3 separate regions of the Oryctolagus cuniculus genome follow, and all the other regions are linked to region 1. A link is a contact called in public Hi-C and Micro-C data. All regions are on one chromosome and are shown on one strand. The core of a region is the stretch at or near the end of the contact, and the rest is flanking DNA. Distances in the headings are between cores, read along the strand shown.

Region 1 (5,103 bases), core at 47-2,546:
CACGGCGTGCTCATGGGGGTGGAGGACAGCGAGCCCCCGGCGATGAGACGGCCGCACTGGCTGATGATGCGGTCGGTCTCCACCGGCTCCTTTTTCACTTCAAACTTCATCAGATCGAAGTCATTAACATATTCCATGGCCAGGGGACTGGTGGGCAGGTCGGAGTTGCTCATCGCCAGTTCCGTTGCCATCCTCCTGCCGCCGCCGCCGCCGCCGCCGCTCCGCCAGATGGGCTGCAGGAGAGGGGCCAGCGGGCTGTGCTGGGCGGCGAGCGGGTGAGCCAGCTTGCCGGGCTGGGGCGCTTCTAGCTCGCGCGCCGGCGGCTGGCCCGGAACCTCCGAGCGCGCACACGCCCCCCCGCCCTGCCCGCGCCCCCCGCGCCCGCCCTCCCTCCCCGCCTGCTCACGCCAAGGGACTCGCTCGCTCGCTCGCTCGCCCCGGCCCCTCCTCGCCTGCTCGCCTCCGTGCGCGCCGGGCCGGCGGCTTCAGGCTGGGGGAGGTCCTCGGCGAGCTGCGGCGGCGGCGGCGGCGAAGCCGGAGGAGCCCGGCCCGGTGCGCGGCGTCCCCCGCTCGCCGCTCCGCTGCGCGCTTTGCATAAGGAGGGCTCGGCTCGCCGGGGCGCGCGCGGCGGCCGCTCGGGGCTGCAGGCGCGGCGGGCGCTGTCCGGGCGGTGCGGGCCTTGGCACGGGGGAGTTAACGCTTCATGCTTCTCGCCTCCGCGTCTCCTGGCTCGCTCGCTCTCTTTTTCCTCTTTCTCTCTCTCTCCTCTCCCTCGCTCTCGCTCCCTCTGTGCACAGTGCAAGACAGAAGTGCAGCCTGGCTGGAGGGAAGGGAGCGAGGAGTTAAGTTCCTTCTTGCCTTGTTTCTCTCTCTCTCCCTCTCTCTCTCTCCCTCTCTCTCAAAAGCAAAATCGCGAAGTCCTGGGGAAAGGCGAGGCAGAAGAGCCAAGGGGGAGGCCGAGCGGGTGAGCGGCCCGAGCTACAGCGCGAAGATGAAAAAAGATTTTAAAGCCTGTGATCCAGCAAGAAGAGTTTAAAGCAATTGCTGAGTTTTATAGCACTCGTGACGTCAGGCCCAAATGGGAAATTGACTGGCACTCTGGGCCAATGGCAGGCTGCGAGCGCGGCGGCGATTAGCATAATAGTATAGAAACAAGGAAACTTTTCGGAGCTGTCAATCAGGGCCCAATCAGCTGACTGTCAGCTGGGACGGGCTGGCTTAACCCTTGCCGCGCCGCGCTCCCCGGGCGCGCGAGCCAGGCCCCGCGCAAAGTTTGGCGCAAGAAGAGTAGGGGTTTTCAGAGGGACTGCGGGAGCTCGGGCGGGCCCGGGAGCACCGATCGCTGCTCCTCTCGAGCGCGACAGGGGCCGGCCGGCCTTCCGGGGCCCCCAGCTCACCCTCTGCGGCCGGCGCTGGCACCCGCCGGACTCCCCGGCCCTGCCACCTCCCACCCAGTCCCCAGCGCCGCGCGTCGGCCTGGAGGCTTTTCCTCCTCGCTGCACCTCTGGCGTCCAGGTGTCGGCTGGGGGACCCTGCTTCCCTGGACAGCTCTGTGGTGCTCCGCGCTCAAACTTGGCTCCAACTCTGTCCCTCTCACGGTGTCGGTGCGCGGGGTAACGCGCGCCGCGCTGGGGTAGGGGCTGCGCGCAGGACGCCGCTCCACCGCGCGCCGGCCCGGGGCAGCTGGAGGGGTCCTGGGGGAGGGAGCGGCCCCGGCACAATCGCCTTCCACAGGCGATGGGTGAGCTGGGGCCGTGGGTGTAGGCCCCCGGCCGCAGGCGCGCGCGCCCCTGGCAAGGGAGTGCGGCCGCGGCTGGAACTCTGGGAGCTGGAAGTAGCGTTGGGGGTGCTGGGTCCTCGGCTCCCGACCCCGGCCAGAGCGTGGCCTCCAAGACTCGCACCCCTAGCCCTGGTTGGGCCCCCCTGTTTTAACCAGGCCCTGCGAGCGTTTGGCCGAATTCCTCCAGACTTGCCCGCGGCAAGACCCCAGTCCACACGGGTTACCCTCAAAGGGTTAAATTTTAAGCCACTTTTTCTCGGTTGGACCTGGAAATCTGGAGTGGGGGTGAAGTGGGGGGCGTTTCCCTCCCTCCCCACTGGAAATGCTAATAACCGGTTTAGTTTTTCTCAATCGATTGTTTTAAAGCTTAAGAAAAAAAAAAAAAGGAAAAAAAGAAAGAAAAAAGAACCCGACAAGTCTGTTTCTAAGATTTTAAAGCGATAGGCCAGTCGGAGACGCGGGGATTCATTTGGGATTGAGAGACACTGCTGGAAGCTCACCCCGCGTTTGCGACACCGGGCAGCCCGCTTGAAAGTTGGCACGATTTGTGCAATTAATGAGACGCATTGGGCGTTAATCGTATTTATTTGACTTTGCGGGAGAGGTGGGGGGAAACGCTAGGAAGGGATGCATTTAAAAAAAAAATTTTTTTTTTTTAATTCTGAAAAGCCCGCAGGAGGATCGAAGAGCGAGAACTATTGTTGGACCTGGTTGGTTTGTGCCTCAACAGCGCCACCTTTCGGCAAAGGTCAGTGGACGGCGATGCGCGGCCGGTTCCGCCGCCGCGGGGAGAAGCTGCCTGCCCCGGGCGGGCCGGCGCGCAGAGTGGGTCCGCAGGCGGCGGGCGCGCAGAGTGGGTCCGCAGGCGGCGGGCGGCCCGGGCCTCGCACACAAGGGGCCGGAGACCCGGCTCGCAGGCCCCGGACCACAGCAGCCCGCGGGAGTCCTTGCGGCCGAGCCCTCTTGGCGCGCGTCCCCCAGCACCCCCCAGCACCCCGTCCCCCAGGGCCCCCCAGCCCCACCCCATCACCTCCCCAATAACAGCCCTAGCCCAGAGCCGGGCTGGGTTTCCAGCGGGCTTCGCGGCGCTCTGGAGAGAAGTAAAGTTCTCTAACTCTGGGCGGTAAGATGAAGTGCGTTGCTAGAAAGTTGTTTATCTGCAAAGTAATTCCCGGGAAACCTGACTTCTGTCACCGAGTCCTACATTAAGCCGGCTTCTTGAACCCGGCGCTTCGGCGCGCTTGCACCCACCCGCGGCGGCGGCGGCGGCGGCGGGCTTCGCCGCTTATCGCCAGGCCTGCGGCTGCAGGCTGCGTAGACCGGGGCAGCCCTAGCCTGCGCCGCGCGGGGCCTGGCAGCCCTGGGTCTCAGCAGACCCGGGCATCCCGGCTGGGAGAGGCCCCAGGAGGATGGCGGGGCCGGTGCTGGTCCTCAGGGGCCTGCGCCCAGGGTATTCCGAATTGTCTGCAGAAGCAGTTCTGACTTTGTAGGGCACAGAGCCGGGAGAAAGGGTGAGGATTGTCTCCCAATTCCCCGGAAGTTAGGGGAAGGTGCTGGGTGCACTCCGTCCTCTGCCTCAACGACAGGGGCACTGCACTGTCCCGAGCCATCGTTTCTTTCATTTTTTAAAAAGAATTATTAGACACAAGTGTCTGAAGTTTATATATATATATATAATATAAAATTTATGTATAAGTTGGGGGTTTAGGATAATTTTAAAAAATCACATAGTTTTGTTGACAGCTCTAAGGTATGATCCATGCTTCTCCCCCTCCCCTCCCCCCCAAAAAATAAGAAAAAAGCATTTCTGGCTAGGGACATTGAAACTTCTGCACTTGTAAATAAACAACATTTTTTAAACAAAGTTGGCTAATGAGGAAGCCGGGGCCCTACAGATCGGCGGCGGCCACATACCCAGTCGTCTCCAGCACACATCATTTCTAGAAATGCCCATCTTTGGCACGATCGCTTTATTATCATCTGCGCATTTTCTAGGGTTTATTTTTGTGCACTGCTGTCAAGCCAGGGTGTTTTTCTTTCTCTTATTGTAGATTCTTTTATAGTTCTCTCGTTTTCTCTTGGGAAAAAAAAGAGAGAGAGAGAAAGGGAGAGAGGATCAGGATTATTTTTCAGATGTGTAGCCCTGGTGCTCTCTGGGGCTTACAACTTAATTCTCACTTTTGTCCCTTTTACTTTATTATTTAGTGATTCACAGGGGTGTCTAAACATTTACAGTTCTCTGTTAGTGGCGTTTCTTTTATAACAATCGAGCCCTCTCATTTTAATTAGTACTATTCAGGTTTCTGAGGCTCTACAATTACAACAGGACACATTTCTTTAGATTTCTTCCCTAACTTTGTTTCGCTTCTGTCCAAGCCAATCTAATCCAAATACAATATGAACTGTGTTTTCTTACAGCTTAATACCCCCTTGCTATATATAGCCCAGTAATCTCTGTAGAACAATATACAGTAATTCAGAAACCGTGCATTTGTCATTATTGACCAATTCAAACCAGTAGCTGTGAAGTCTCTGAAAGCGATGAATATTTATAGAAGATTTTTGAGGGGAGGCGGCCATGGGTCGAATCACCGAAAGGGTTGCGAAAGAGTCAGCATCAAAAACACAACTGTAGTTTCGTGCCAGTCCACGCGTAACAACTTCGTGCCAGATGAATGTAAAACCCTTGCGAACAAATTACAAAGACTGAAAGCTAAAGGGAACACATTTTTCCTGATTGTTACACCAACTTAAGTGCATCACACCAAAATCGGACATAAATATATATGTGTGTGTGTGTGTGTGTGTAAAATATGCAGAGAACAGGATGCACCAAACACGGCGTCTGAACTCTTTGTTTATCTGGGAACTGATTTTTCTAGGGCAGAGCTGACCAGCGTCCACTACATTTCACTATGAAACAACCTGAATTGATCTGCGAAAGAGTTCTTTAGAGGAACTGAATGATGAGGCGCCCGCTGTTCTTAGGGCTCGTGTTAGATAAATCCTTTTAACAGTCTTCAGTTAGCAGGGTAAGTAAGTCACAAATCACTGTTCGCAGATTCATGGAAGAAAATTAATAGAATCAGACGCGATAATCTGATAAGGGTAAACTTGCTGAGGAAACAGTCTTGCCTCACATCGGAGGCTCTGAAACAACAGTCTGATTACTCCGAGTCGTCATGAATAGGTGAATTATGTGTTAAATAATCATCAGAGTAATTCAGCATTTATTAATTCTTTTTCTCTTTAAGCAATTCACAGTTGTAAGTTAAAGCCGCTCTCTCTTTGAAGACACATCTTTTATAATTTTTATTAGAGGT
Region 2 (5,065 bases), core at 2,556-5,055, 470 kb before region 1:
TCCCTCTGGCCCCTTTAACAGGCAGTTCGAGGCACAGACTCTCTTCCTTTTAAGAAATCTAAAGACTACCTCTTATGAAGGGGCATCCTTTAAGAAGGACCCATCCCACGGCCGTCTACTGACTCATCCTTTCAACAGTATTCACCAAGCAGTTTGATGCCACACACTGTGCTGGGCCCTTGTGATAGGCAGACGAGTTTCCTGCGCTCCATGGATGTGGCTTGCTGTCTAGCAGGGAACTAGCCCCCAGGAGCAGAAACATACACATGTTCACGTTTGTTTGTAATGTTCTAGCTGTGTGTCGTCGGAAAGGCCACTTAACCTCTCTGTGCTTTAGTGCCTTTATCTCAGTTTGCTTCGTTTGGGGTAACTTCGTAGGGATCCTGTATGACTGACGTCTGCATGAACAGGGATGTAGAATCCAAACACTGGGGAAGGGCTGTAAGTGTGCCTCTTCATCTGGGAGAGGAATTTCAAGGAAACAATGGAATAGAGGAGGGTGGGCGTGGCAGATTTAGATAAGAGACTGATTGAATGGAAGGCGTATTCCTCCCCACCCCTAACTCCGGCTTCAGAACTTGTGTTCTCCATCTCTGCTTTTGCTGCACCTGTCAAATGCAGGTTTGGGTCTGTCACACAGTGGCCTTCATTCCTTCCCTTCCCCATGGAGTTCACTCCGTCGGAAGACCGAGCTGTTTCTGTAAGGCAAGTGATCCATCGAGAAAAGGCTGTCAGCATTAGAGAGCAAAAAAGTGGGAGAGGTGAGTGTGTGCCATCCAAAACCAAATGGGAATATAAAAAAGAAAACCCCCGCACTCCTGTTTCCACGTCTTTCTGACTACTAAGTAGCCCTCTTGAGACAAATCAAGCAAATAGGGTTCCACTTCTAACAACGTCCTACGCTCCTCCTCGCCCTCGCCTTTCATGCCTCGCTGTCCTTGCCCACAAGCGGCGAGATCTTGGGTTTAGGGATTCCGAGTCCAGTCAGAAATCACTGTACAGATAGCACTCCTTCGTCGTATTGCTATTAAAATACTGCTCCAGCTGAGGCCGCATTTCCCCAGCGAAACTCTGCAAGTGCCTGGATCTCCCTCCATTTCCTCTCCACCGCCTCTCAAGCTCTCCGCACAGACGCTTCTGCCTCTGCCCTCGGTCTCACCCAGCTCTCCGCCAGCAGCAGGGCTCCCCCACGGTGATCTGTCCCGTGTCCTCATCTCTCGAGGCAGCATTTGGTGTCCCTGCAGCCCTCCCGCCTCCCGAGAGGCTTCCTCTGGTGGTCTTTCTGAACATCACTTTGCTCTGTCTGTGTGCTGAGTCATCCTAAACACCTGACCTGTGCACCCTGCGCCATCCCAAGGTGCCGTCTCCTCCAGCTGTGCCTTCTCTCCTTCTCTCCTGTACCCACTGCCTGGGGGTCCCATCCATCCTGGTGCCTTTCAAAGCCATCCATGCACTGAAAAATCCCAAAGACTCCTCCATGCTACAGCACCCCTGCACTCCAGGATTGTCTTTTGTCTGTTCAGGTCTCTTCTTTCACTCGCTGAACAAGCTTCACAAACCCAGTTTGTCCCAGGCCAATCTCTTGATAGCCAGCTGCTGCCCCTACCCAGGCTTTGTTCTTTCTCCATCTTCCCTGCCTCGGTGAATGGCAACTGAACCCTCCCCATTGTTCCACAACCTTGGGGGTCCCCAGCTGCTTGGCTTTCTCGCCATCCCACGCCCTGTGCATTAGCAACTTCAGTTGATTCTGCTTTCAAAATACAGCCAGTTTCTGTACGATTATCACCACCTTCATTGCACAGTCCGGATGAAGGCTCTGGGCAGTAGCTCTTCACAGTGAACATTGTGCTGCTGCCTTTGGCAAGCACAGTCCATTCTCCCTACATCAGCCAGAGCAAACCTTGTACAGCAGTGGCCCCCGCCTGTGGTGGGAATTAGAATCATCCGTGGACCTTGGTGCAAACACAGAGGCAGGCCTCTCTCTTTGCTTTGGCCGATTCTGACAGGCACTGCCAAGAACTGCTTTGCCGGCGCCGCGGCTCACTAGGCTAATCCTCCCGTTGGCACACCAGGTTCTAGTCCCGGTCGGGGCACCAGATTCTGTCCCGGTTGCCCCTCTTCCAGGCCAGCCCTCTGCTATGGCCCGGGAGTGTAGTGGAGGATGGCCCAAGTGCTTGGGCCCTGCACCCCATGGGAGACCAGGAGAAGCACCTGGCTCCTGCCTTCGGATCAGCGCGGTGCGCTGGCCACAGCGCGCCAGCCGTGGCGGCCATTGGAGGGTGAACCAACAGCAAAGGAAGACCTTTCTCTCTGTCTCTCTCTCTCTCTCACTGTCTACTCTGCCTGTCACAAATAAAAAAAAAAGAAAAAAAGAAAATAAGAACTGTTGTTTTAAAACATAACCCAGATGAAGAGCCTCTGGAATGGGAGTAGCAGCTGAGGCCTGTGCACGGGCCTGTGTGACCCTGCTCCCTGCTGCTCCCTCCAGCTCACCCGCTCTGTCCGTCCCTCACTCCCGGTGCCCCAGTCACCCTCACCCTCCACGCTTGGTCTTCCTGAAATGCCTCATGGAGTCTCTACTTCTGTGCTCCCCCGGCCTTCTTCTCCTTCGCGCCTGTGAAGGCTGCCACCTCCTTGCCCTTTAGTCTCTGCTCAGATATCTCCTAACCCTGTCCACTGTTACATAGCACACAGCTTCAGCCACCTGCAAGTTGGAGAATTTTTTTTTTCAGATTGTATTGACCATGTGTAGGCTTTTATTTTCTTGTCATTATTCCATACAGGCAACAAGTACTGACATAATGTTTACATTGTGTTAGGTTTTATAAATACTCTAGAGAGGATTTGCAGTCTACGGGAGGTTTGATGCAAGCACTGTGCTGTTTTACGCAAGGGACTTGAGTATGTGCGGGTTTGGGTATCCATCCGTCCGCCATGGATACCCAGGGAGGACTGTGCCACCACTCACCTTCATGCCTCTGTCCCCCACCCCGTTTTGATTTTCTTCATAGTACACGGAGTGGCATGATCTATTTGTGTCGACTTGGGGTTGGTCTACCCCAGTTTAAATGCACCCGTGCACAGCTGTATTTCCTGTGCCAACAGCAGTGTCTGGCAGGCACACACAAGTGCTTGGGAATTCCTTGTTGCCTGAATGAAGTGACTGTGCTGCTGACTTGGTGCGACCAGGCATCTGCAAGTGCAAGGTCCTTCCTTCTCTTCCCTGCTCGTACTTTCCAAGGAAACCAGCCTCACCACGTGACTGCTCCAGGAGGACTTTTGATCTTGAGTAAGTAAATAATTAGACCAGAGACAGAAACCTATAGAATTCTCAGATTTTCCGACTGGACTGGCATTCTAAGTGGACTTCCGGCCCTAGCGTGGGCCACAGTTGTTCTGTGGGGCTGTTGGGGGCACCTGTGCAGACATGCCATGAATGTGAGTGGAATCTGATAAGGGTGACTGTGGCAAGAGCAGTGGACAAATGACCCTGTGATCCTTATAAAAATAGCAGCAAGAGTAACCATTGACATTTATGAGCTGCCTGGGAATGCCAGGTCTGTGCCAAGTGCTTCCCCTGGCTTAGCTCGCATGGAATCTGTAACCATGCTGCAAGTAGGGGCAGTTACATCCCCTTGTGGTGCATGTGGAGAAACCGAGGCATGTGCCGTGTGAGTGTATCTGTGGACTCGCGCAGGGATAAGCAGCATCTCCCGTGCTCCTGAGGGCCTCTCTACGGTTGTCGTAGGCACCTGCGCAAGATCTGCCCCTGGTGGGGGGTGTGTGCCCACAAGGCAGCTATTTATAAAGTTCAGAACTCCCCTTGGTGGATTTCAGAGTCATTTGATCTGTGAAGTGCAGAACAGATACACTCCCTGGAAAAAAAGGTGCCTGACTCCCATGCCCCCACACCCCTCGCGACACCCTGCTTCAGGGGAGCTGCGCTCTCTGCCCTGCCCTAAGCAAAAGGGGAGTGCAATTGGGGTATCCTCATGGCCTGCAGTGGGGAAAATAAAGCAGCCTCCAGGCGCCTTGCACCTGCCCGACGGCGAGCGTGATGGATGCCGGCTGGAGCTGCCAGTTCTCGTACGCCCTCTGCGAAGGCCGCGTGCGCGGCGCATTAATCACCACCGAGCCAGTGCCGGCTTCCAGCAGAAGAGCCGAATGATCGGGAACAAATTCAAAACAGCTTTATTTCGTTGACAGACAGGACCTTTTTGTTAGACTCTGCTTTAAAAACCTTTTACATCTCTGTCTTGTTCACACATTACGGTAGTCATTCATATTTATGTAAACTGAGCAACGCAGAGCCGGCTTATTTATCACAACCCATTGGCAGGGAAAGGGTCACATAAAAAGAACCTTTATTTGAGGTTTTCTTTTTAAGCTATTAAACAGTGCTAATGGGAATTAATGCCGTATCAACCATTATTGAAGCAAATGGGATTCTGAACTGAAAAAACAAAATATAGGGAAAACTTCTAAATGTCACTGTGCAAATAGAAAACAGCAGTTAATTAAACAAGGCAGTGTGTGGTCAGCAAAGATGGTCAATGTTATTAGGGAAAGAGCAGAGGGAGGAAGCAACTGAGTTTTGGAGTTCTGATAAGTGGCACTCTTACTGTCAGGTAAGCCCTGTGTGTAAATCAGCGTTGGCCCAAATCACCCATCGATTTGTTGTTGTAAGCCCCCCCGCCCCGCATAACCCAAAAGTTACCCAAACCTTTGTGTTACATACTCAAGCGTATTCAAGGCAATAAATTAGTATTCGAGCATCTAAAATTATCTTCATATATCTATGAAAAAGAATCTGGTTCCTATCCCAACATAAATTCATCTTAACCCTGGCATCTTTTGATTGTTCCTCCTAAAGAATTATTTATTTTTCCAGTGTTGAGCAGTTTGACTCCAAAGAGAAGAGTGAAGCTCTGTCCCAGTGCCGGTGCCAAGGCGATGGGTTTAGCTGCAGTACCTGTGTCTGTAAAATTCATGAGCGCTAAAATACACACTTGCTCCAAAAGAACACTCTACTGCAGTCTCATTTATTCTTGGGAATGTGTATTTC
Region 3 (4,585 bases), core at 1,259-3,758, 470 kb after region 1:
CCTCAGAGGGCACCCGCATATCCATGAGCTCCATTTCTTTGTCCAGATACAGACAGGAGCTTCCCATCACAGGCATAATCTCAATGGTTGGGGCAGCTGAGAGCCTTCTCAGTGATAAACGCCTCTGAGGGTCTGTGGTCACCTCTGAGAACTTGTTTAGAAGGGCAAGGGGCTGGGCTTAAGGCAGCCCCCAAGTGACATCACAAGGAGGAGCAGGAGCAGGGGACACAGGAAGGGGGAAAGCTGGGCTCGGAGAGAACTCCAGGATTTCTCTGGGCAGGCCCTTACAAGAACACCAGAATCTGTTTCCCTGGAGCTCAACAGATTGAAGCTGTTATTTGCTTTCCAAGGTTACAAGTTCAAGTACATTGAGTATGTGTGTTGGGGAAACGTGCCACTGATAAGAACAGGAGATTATCTTGAGAGGATTCCTCTAGCCCTGCCCACCCTCACTCCTCCCTGAACCCTGACCTCTCCCCTGAGACCCTGTCCCTGCCAAGCCGCGGCCTCATCCCTCACGGATACATCACTCTGCCTTTTGAACCACCAGCTCCCCACATACACATGGCAATGAAAGACCATCTTCTGATAAGCTGAGCAATTAGCAGCCTGATTATCAGGGGTTATCAGTTCCCCTCCTTCCATCAGTATCACACACCAGAAAAAAAAAAAAAAAAAAAAAAAAAACAAAAAACAGGAGTCTAAGATTCCCAAAGTCAGAAGCAGCCCCTCTTGACCTGCATGGAGGAAGTTGTGGTAATGAATGAGTTTGAAATTCACTCTTGACAAATAGCCTTTTTCTTTCTCATAAGTTTCTAAAGAAGGAAAATGTGTAGGAAAAGCTTTTATTTGTGGGAGTTGGGCTGAACAGTGGCCCTTATCTCCTTGGGCAGGGCAAGCCTTGGGTATTACTCCTGCCTACCCCAGGATGGCAAAAGCCAAAGAGTTAATAGTAAACAGGACAGTGCTCTTGAAAACACCGGTGTGTACACATGTCATATAGAAAGTCATAAATGAAGATCCTGGAGTTAACCATCTATATATCCAATGAACCATCCGTCTCATTCATTCACCCATGCACCCCTCTGTCCACTCGTAAGTCCATCCATCTGTCCTTCTATCTATCGAACCCTCTACCCACTCATCCATTCACCCACCCATCCTTCCACAGATATTTAATAAACACATTTTAGGCTCTCTTTTAGCACTTCGAGATTCCGCAATGAACCAGGTGGACACATTTCTGCCACACCAAGTTCTTGGAATATATAAATAATTAAACAATCTTTACTAGAGTGTGATAAGTATTGAGATAGGAGAGGTTCAAGGTGCAAAGAGAGAATGTCCAACAGACATATAGTTCAGAGTCTCTCTGAGGAAATCTCCTGGGCACAAGGAATTAACCCCACATGAAAATCATGTTTAGCTATGCAACAACAGAAAAGTAAGGGTTCTGATACTGACTGAGTTTACTGCACGTCAGATACCATGCTTGTCACATTACACATATTTCTTTGATTACTTTTCACCATAGCTTGAAAAAAATGGGAGCTCTGTGTTGTGATACTTCTTGGCTTCTCTGATTGCGTGCCCTTGTTCATGGACTTCTTCCATGAGATCTCCTCCCCCTGACCTGTCTTCAGGATTATCAAGGAGCTGGGGATGCAGAGACTTCTGACACACTCTTCTAAACAAGATAGATTAAGAGTACTGGCTCTGGGTGCAGTAAGCCCAGATTTCCATCCCTCTCTGATATCTACTAGCAATGCGACTTTGGACAATTTACACATTTCTTCTTTAAGCTTTAATGTTCTTGTCTGTGCAATGGAGATAATAATAGCTCCTGGGAGCTTTAAGAGAAATTAAATACGCACAGTGTTAGGTTAGTACACTCTCTGGCCAAATAATGCTTCCATGCGTGTTGTTGCTGTAACGTTCTTTTCATGACCTGCACGAAGAAGGCTTATGCTACATGAGGAAAGATACAGGAGAGGAGACAAAGAGGGAACATGAGCAACGCTTTAGGTAAAAGCCACACAGCGGAGGCTTTTGTGTGTTCATTCCATCAGCCAGAGGGAGGCCTGAGGGGACCAAGACCTGGAGGTAACTCAGTGCTGCTCAGAGGGTGCTATGGAGCTTCTCTGTGCGTCCCAACATTGCATGGCCCACAACATAGTCTTCCAGCCTTGACTCTCCTATGTCACACATCTGATACTTCCGACAGCCTCCTGGGGCAGTGCTTAGTCCTCAGCCTCTTCCAGCTCTTTAGACCCCTCACAATCAGGGACTACCGACTGAGACAGAGACAATGGCCCAAACTAGGCAGTCTGAGGGTAGAGGTCCCTGGGACGCTAACTGCCATCCCAGACCTACCAATTCTCAGCTCCTGCCTTGCCACACACCTGAATTTGGAATGGTTTGGGGTCAAGGCAGATGGTGCAGCAGAGGCTACTTCACATAAACCTGGGTGGGGCCTGCAGGCCTGGCCCCTCCCCTGAGGGCTTTCCCGGAGGCTGTCCTGTGAGCTGCTTCTTTTCTCACTCTTTTTACCCACACAAATGTGCTACTCAGATTCCTGCCAACACACTTCGGTTCTGTAGTGTTAACAACTCGAGCCACCTTTATGAAATATTTATACTCCTTTCTCCTTCGGAGCATTCACTCGGGTCTCCAGAAATTTCTCTCTCTTGTTTTCCAGGACAGCCTCTCAGGAGGAGGCCCCTGGGTGAGGCCTGGGAACCCAGCTGAGGAAGGCACAGGGGCAGGGAGAATTCTCCACAGAGCAAGAGGTTGGGAGAAACCGAGAGCCCGTAAAGAGAAAGGCCAGGGCCAGAGTATGAGCACTGGGATCCAAGGATGAGCCCCCGACCCTGGGGAATGGAGAAATTGGCCCTTCAAGATCAGCACCCTGGCTCTAGCTGCTGTACAAGCCCAGCCCTGCCAGGCCCTGCAGCGTCCTGACACTGAGCAAAGAGTGCCACCTGTTGAATGCTCAGGATAGTGGCTCCTTCCAAGGCTCTGGCTTCAGACAAGACATGTCCTGTATGCTTTTGAGCTCAAACTGGGGCAATCCAGTCAGTGCTGACTGCATGGACCTTCTGGTACCCACCTGTAAAATGAGGCCATGTCCCTCAAAGACCACCTCCAGCTCAGAGAAAGGGAGCTGCTTGTGCCCTGGTCACAGAGCAAGTCAGAGCCCCTGTCCTCTCTGATGCCCTCGGGGATACTGCTAACCTTATACTCTCGACTTTTTGTTTGTTTTTAATAATTTAAGTATTTTTGAAATGTAAAGCAAAGAGCGCAAATTAGTAACAGTGCTGTCCACACACCTGTGGAACGCCCCCCCCAGATTATCAGTGTGGAATGTTGGGTATTGGTCCATTCACAGGCCCCCCCAGCCCCGACTTTCAGCTGCAGGGAGTATGGCATTAACCAAGCAGCTGTGGGGAATCTGTGAGCCATGGGCTGATCACCTGTTTTCTCTATTGGGGCATAAAACCTCTCTCTCTCTTCTGATAGGAACTAATACAAAAAGAAAATAAAAATTTCCTACGACCCTTTCACCCACAGAGAACAACTTTAACCTTTCAGAATATTCCTTCTAAGCTTCCAGCTATGCACATTTTATAATACAGTTCAGGATTTTCTGTTGTCATTTTTATTTCTAGACTTCTTCCACTTGCTGCAACATTGTATGTGTTTTCCCAAGCTAGTTAAAATTTTTTTTTAAGATTTATTTATTTACTTGAGAGGTAAAGTTACAGAGAGAGAGAGAGACAGAGACAGAGAAAAAAAAACCTTCTGTGTGCTGGTTCACTCCCCAAATGGCCGCAGCAGCCGAAGTAGGCTCAAAGCCAGGAGCCAGGAGTTACTTCTGGGTCTCCCACATGGGTGCAGGGGCCCAAGGACTTGGGCCATCTTTTACTGCATTTCCAAGCACATTAGCAGACAGCTGGATGGGAAGTGGAGCAGCTGGGATACAAACTGGCATGGCACTCATATGGGATGCCTATGCCACAGGAGGAGGCTTAACCCACTACGCCACAGCACTGGCCCCATTAATATTGTCCTTTGATAATAACCTTAATCATTACATGATCAAATCATAGAGAAATATCAAAGTTCATAACTCTTCCTTTTTAGATTGTTTTTCCTCATGTTGTAACATAACAAGCAATTCTGCTTTATAAGAATAGGCTCTGAATTGGTTCTCAGAATTTTTCATCATTTTAATTTGCATCTATTTGAAAAGAAAATGGGCTATTTTCCTCTTGCCAGTGCTCTTACTCCCAAACTTCCCAGCGAAAAGGGTAAGCACATCAAGCTGACTTTTAGCCACTCAGCTTCCAACATTCATCTCTGTCCCCTCTCTCTTTCTCTCTCTCTCTCTCTCTCTCTCTCTCTCTGTCTCTCACACACACACACACACACACCCTCAACCCGCAACCATACTAAACTACTTACAGTTATCTCAATATGGCATGGATATTGTCACCAAGATTTTTGTACCTGTCTTTGACCTTCAGGATATGCTTTCTCTTTTCTGTCCTTGGCTACATTATTTTTCTTTCCACGACTCAAATAT

Evidence for each region. Hi-C and Micro-C count contacts between places; a contact is called where the count stands out from the background.
Region 2: a Hi-C map of psoas muscle shows a contact between it and region 1, with 5 times the contacts expected there. The contact joins the enhancer-like site here to the promoter of MAF in region 1. A contact is called at or near these places in 2 of 6 Hi-C or Micro-C datasets (psoas muscle and an unstated tissue).
Region 3: a Micro-C map of ear pinna shows a contact between it and region 1, with 7 times the contacts expected there. The contact joins the enhancer-like site here to the promoter of MAF in region 1. A contact is called at or near these places in 4 of 6 Hi-C or Micro-C datasets (ear pinna, psoas muscle, skin fibroblasts and 1 more).

Annotation. Positions count from the first base shown.
Region 1 is chr18:61,811,674-61,816,776 of mOryCun1.1, forward strand. MAF (MAF bZIP transcription factor) reads right to left here and starts at 1,297. Exons shown (of 2, transcript XM_051847318.2): 1 at 1-1,297. The coding sequence starts at 191. It overlaps LOC103348530 (a long non-coding RNA gene), which reads left to right and starts at 4,819. Exons shown (of 4, transcript XR_001793467.3): 1 at 4,819-5,101.
Region 2 is chr18:61,339,221-61,344,285 of mOryCun1.1, forward strand. All of the region lies in intron 8 of WWOX (WW domain containing oxidoreductase), which reads left to right. Among named protein-coding and RNA genes, the nearest start is that of MAF, 470 kb to the right of the region's middle. Within about 2 kb of position 3,806, at least 2 of the 8 cell types and tissues checked have an H3K27ac peak or open chromatin away from gene starts, as enhancers often do.
Region 3 is chr18:62,282,078-62,286,662 of mOryCun1.1, forward strand. No RefSeq gene overlaps it. Among named protein-coding and RNA genes, the nearest start is that of DYNLRB2, 460 kb to the right of the region's middle. Within about 2 kb of position 2,509, at least 1 of the 8 cell types and tissues checked has an H3K27ac peak or open chromatin away from gene starts, as enhancers often do. A contact at or near this core is called in ear pinna, where this site is marked.